2 separate regions of the Danio rerio genome follow, and region 1 is linked to region 2. Evidence: chromatin contacts called from public Micro-C data. All regions are on one chromosome and are shown on one strand. Each heading gives the region's core, a stretch centred on a gene start, on an enhancer-like site or on the middle of the called end of the contact. The rest is flanking DNA. Distances are from core to core; before and after follow the strand shown. Region 1 holds the start of ctsd (cathepsin D). Region 2 holds the start of itpr2 (inositol 1,4,5-trisphosphate receptor, type 2).

Region 1 (2,700 bases), core at 174-2,673, 200 kb before region 2:
ATATTGCAATTTTTAACAGCACTAAATCCTATAACATTTAAAAACATAAAACACAAGTTTTTTTTTACTACAGTGAACTTGAAAAGGAGGACTTAATTTTAAACATCTTTAGGGACATTTTTGTCTTTTGCCATACTTTTTGTTGCAATTATTTTGGCTTTGTTAATGCAAACAGCATTTACTTTGGCAAACAAATGCATTTAATAACAGATTTTTCATTCATATTTTCCTTTTAAACATCTATTTTACACTAGGTAAAACAATAATTACAATTAAGACATTAATGATAAAAAATACCCACTAAAATATATTGAATATATATTATTTTTTATGAAATATCATTACAATTATTGTTATTATTAATGTTATTACTATTATTAATAATGATATATTCAAGTTCAACAACTGGCATGCAAAATACTAAATAACCACTTTTGATCATTGCAGGCTAAATTCATTTTTACTATAATTGTGTATATTGTACTATGGTTATCAGAGCATATTTAAAAAAAATGAAGCAAAATTTATTTGTGTTGGAATTTTTTTTTTAATAAAAGACAATAAAAAATAAAATTCATTCAAATAATGTTTCTGATGTTATTAAAGCCAGTTATAAATAAAATTTTAAAAATGTGCTTAGCCTTAAGAATAATTTTCTTTTGATTTCTATGAACACTTTTAAAAGGTTTAAATCCTTAAAACTATTATCATTTATGTAGTTATTATTTTAGCACTGATGCTAGTAAAGAAATCTGCACCACTACCATCATCTTGCTTAAATGTATAGATTTCTAAAGTCAAACTTCAAAGGGACCTTCATGTTGATACATAAACAGCTCTAATTTCTGCTGAGTCACAAAAAAATAATGATCAGTATCTGTCTAATGGGAGACCCATACCTCTGGGTGCTTTAATCATTTTTACACAAAGGACTGTTATTTCAGTGTAACGTTAGTCAACTGCTACATAAACAGCATTTCACACATCAACGTTACATGAAGTAAATTTTAAGACACAACTGTTAAATTTTAAGGTATAATATTTAAAAAATCGTGTATACAACACAAGTAGATGAACAACAGCGCGATTTGCAAGTCACACCGCGTGATAAAGATCGGATTGCGTTGTTGGTTTTGTAAGTTTGTTTGTTTGCTCGTTCGACCTTACCGGACAATCGCGTCGGACGTGCAGAAAAAGGCAACAACGAGCAGCAAAAAGGCGATTCTCATGTTGGCGAGCCCTCAGGACCAGTTAACGATAATGAGAGCAGTATCGCTGTGGGGATGTTATTGTTGTGCGGTCTAATATGTAGGACAAACAGCCACAGTCAGCTGACACAATGTGCTGCTGCCGAGCAACTTTTGCTCACAGTCATGTGACGGCGCGTTGACGAGCGTCAAGGCTGCGCTGCATTCTGCGCAGTGCGCACTTCACGAAAGATTGATGAACGACGCAGGAAGATTAAATCAGGGGTCAAGTATTTTTGTATTTATTATATTGAGTTTAAAAGTATTCATATTCTTTGTTAATCAGAAATGTATATATCCCTTCATGAAAATTTTAAAAAGGAAATTATTTATCGATCCTATTAAAATGTAACATCTAAATGTAAACAAATTGTTTAAAACAGAATTGTTGAATTTATTGAATTGTTTATTGTTTTATTTAGCTACATTTTAAAACATTAATTTAACGAAACAGTTTTAAATATGTTTATTATTATTCAGTTTACTATTTTTATGTATTTATTAATTATTAAACAATTTTAACACATTAAATAAATAAACTTTTTAAATGTGTTTTTAAATGGTTTTAAATGTGTTTTGATTTGTCAGTTATACATGCTTTATTATTATATATGCCTTAATTGAATTATTAAATTTATAAAGTGCCTTAAAGTCAAAATCAATTGCACACAGATATAAACCTTTTTTATTAAGTTACATCATTTTAAGGTCTGATAAGAAAATCATGAATTAAATAGACACTTTTTCTCAATTTATTTTGAAATGTTATATATATATATATATATATATATATATATATATATATATATATATATATATATATATATATATATATATATATATATATATATATATATATATATATATATATATATTACATTTCTTAACTTAATTCATTCACAGATACAAATTAAGAGCTTTTATTAAGTTGCACTAAAGTCTAATTGAAGCCTTACAATAAAGTATATTTTAAAACATGCTTATATATTTTTGTTATTATTAAACAGCTTTACATGTCTAATTTGTCATGTCACTGATTTATAAATGCCTAACTGTTTTAATTGAAAAAAGAATTGCCATATAAAGTCCAAATAAAGTTTACACAGATTTTAATGTGTTATTTAATTATTTTTATCTTATTTTAGTCAGTTAATATTTAAATAATTTGACTGGTTCATAATTAATTTTTATTTTTGTGTATTGCAATAAAGTAAAAATATACTATAACAAGGTTTCTAAATATAGTTATAAATTTCAAAGTCTATTGAAAAAAAAAAAACATGACAGGTTTTATGCATGCTTCCTGCTGTTGGTATAGGCTATTGTCAAATAATCAAATCATAAAGAAATTTAATTTTGTCAATGAAAAAGCCACAAAGTGCCTCGAGAAACAAAAATGTTTAATTTGTGAAAAGTGCTTTTTTAGAAACCACCACTGAACTCGTTGGTCAGT
Region 2 (2,700 bases), core at 91-2,590:
TGATGCTATATAATTTGAAGTTTCTCATACAATTCTTAAAAAAAATGTTGACTAAAACATATTTGGAGTTCTTCGAATTCAAGCAATTAACATAAAGGAAATTATACTTTACTTAAATGTGACATGGTGGTTCATTCCACTGTGGTTGAATCCTGATAAATGAGGCACTAAACGAAAGATAGTGAGCGAGAGAGTGTAATTGAGGGCATTATTTTTTCATGCACCTTGTAAAACAGTGCATTTCTGTTAGCAAAAAATTACTAAGCAACTGTTATTAGAAGACTTTTAACCGATTTTCAGAAAAGGTAGGTCACATGATATCAAAATGGCAGCACTCATGAGGTGGTTGGCCCACTAAATAGAATAAAGCACATTTTTATAAAAATAAAAAAAATGATTTACATATTATTTTTGTTTTGAATTTGCATATGTAGTACTTTTCATTAGCAAAAAATAAAATACTTCCTTGCCAATTGACACAAAATGTTGACAAAAAAAATGCTTGGATTTTTCAAGTCAGGTGAATTGCGTAACTTGTGTAGTTTGCGAAACTAGTGTAGTTTGATACTGTTAAGTTAATGTGTTTTAAACCCTTTTTATTTAGCCAACACCATATTCGCCATATTACATTAGTTGCATCACTGTTAGTGCATAAGGTAACGGCAAACTTTGCATTCCTGTTCAGTGATTTGCATGACTTTTGAAGCAACGCTGTCACACTGAACTCCTGGCCTGCAGTATGTACTCAAATCACTTCCTACTTCCACTCAGCAAACTACATCTGACACGAGGGGGATTAAACACCTTTCACACTCTAATGCATCTTCAGTTTGCCTTACTCACTCATTTTAGGCACCTTGCCTTGCAATAAAAATCACACCAGTTTATCTGAGGGAAATTTACAAATGCCATGTTTACAAATCTTTAAGAGCAATGCACTAAACACTGGAAGGTACAGTAACTCACCCTAAAGTGCTGATAAATCCATTGACAGTTCCCTCCGCATACAGAGACACGATATCCCCAATGTGAAGGAAACTAGACCTGTGTTCCGACATTTCTGCAGGTTTTTGAGTAGTTTATCTGATATTTGAGCACTGTGACCCAGCGCAATGTGTTCAGGCGATTCAGTGTATCAATCCACTTGTTTATTCGCCCTGACAGTAACGCATTTTAATCCAGGCGTCCAGAGAAGAGACGCGCCGCGTTAGTGACTTTTGAGTTGTGAATCCTCTAACTGAAGCGTTTCTTCATGTTTTCAACTTCTTCCTGTGAGACAAACGAGGCTTTTTCTCACCAATATGCCACTCGAGTGGGAGGAGACTCGCTCTCTGTCCCGTGAAATCAAGGAAGTGATGCTGTCTAGTCTTTATGCTGTGGTATGCAACTCAGAAATTGAGAATGCAACTTTGCTCATTTGTGCAGTCTTGCGTGCACAGACGCGCGCAGGTTTTCGGTGTGTTTTTTTTATTTTGTGAATGACTTCAGTTATGCAGAGTTTTTATTCACACAAAAAAACATTACAATGAGTTCACAAAAATATTAACACCGCTAAAAGTGACTATTTTCGTGAGATTCAATGTATAAAGTGCTTGTAGACCAAATGTATTCTGCGATAAATTAAAAGGACATTTCACCCAAAATGAAGTGAAATGAAAATGAAGACACTGATTACATAATATGAAAATTTGTTGTTAATTGCTAATTGTTTTAGTTTACTTAAACTAAGTATAACCCAATGAGATTATTTATTTATACACTGTAAAACCCAACAGTCAACTTTTAAACTGTGAGTTCATTAAATATCTCATTACTTCAACTTGGAGTAAGTTCACAGTACTTATATACAATAGATTAGTTTGTTTAACTCAAATATCCGTTTCCTCAAATGGTTTGAGTTGATCTAACTTGTTGTGTTTTACAGTACTCAGTTGGTTAGAGTTCACTTCATTTGTTGGGTTTTACTGTGCTCAAATTGTTTTGTTTACTTAAATAGATTAAGTTCACAGTACTCAATGGGATTAGTTTTTAAACTTTAATGGTTTGTTGCAATTGGTTTCCTCAAATGGTTTAAGTTACCTTAAGTTTTTGGGCTTTACAGTGTACTAAAACAAATTTTTGAAACTTTGTTTGCTGGCAACTCCAGTAAAATATTTATTTTGTTGCCTTTTTTTTTCATTTGAGAACCTCAATTTTTTACTTTTGCTTGATATGTTAGTTTGACACCTTCGTATAGAGAATGGGTTGAACAGTGGGTGTACTCTTTTACGCTTACCAATGTGTATATAAATGTGGACTATTATATGTTTGTGATTATATTATATTCATTTATTCATTCATTTTCTTTTCGACTTAGACCTTTTATTAATCAGGGGTCGCCACAGCAGAATGAACCACCAACTTATCCAGCATGTTTTACGTAGCGGATGCCTTTCCAGCTACAACCCATCACTGGGAAAATTATATTATATATGTATATATTATGCTGTACAAACAAACAAAAGGTTCATTTATTCATTCATGCAACCCATCACTGGGAAACATCCATACACAGTCATACACTACAGACAATTTAGCCTATCCAATTCACCTATATCACATGTTTTTGGACTTGTGGAGGTAACCAGAGCACCTGGAGGAAACCCACGCCAACACGGGGAGAACATGCAAACGTCACACAGAAATGCCAACTGACCTAGC

The links. A called contact is a pair of places that touch in the nucleus more often than the background predicts.
Region 1: a Micro-C map of caudal fin shows a contact between it and region 2, with 13 times the contacts expected there. The contact joins the promoter of ctsd here to the promoter of itpr2 in region 2. A contact is called at or near these places in 3 of 18 Hi-C or Micro-C datasets (caudal fin, hematopoietic stem cells and an unstated tissue) and 2 of 4 datasets of contacts at active chromatin or transcription factors (caudal fin and embryo).

What each region holds. Positions count from the first base shown.
Region 1 is chr18:17,512,901-17,515,600 of GRCz12tu, reverse strand. ctsd (cathepsin D) reads right to left here and starts at 1,423. Exons shown (of 9, transcript NM_131710.2): 1 at 1,168-1,423. The coding sequence starts at 1,229.
Region 2 is chr18:17,315,240-17,317,939 of GRCz12tu, reverse strand. It overlaps itpr2 (inositol 1,4,5-trisphosphate receptor, type 2), which reads right to left and starts at 1,340. Exons shown (of 57, transcript XM_021467780.3): 1 at 967-1,340. The coding sequence starts at 1,058. It overlaps LOC141378737 (a long non-coding RNA gene), which reads left to right. Exons shown (of 4, transcript XR_012394002.1): 3 at 1-2,408.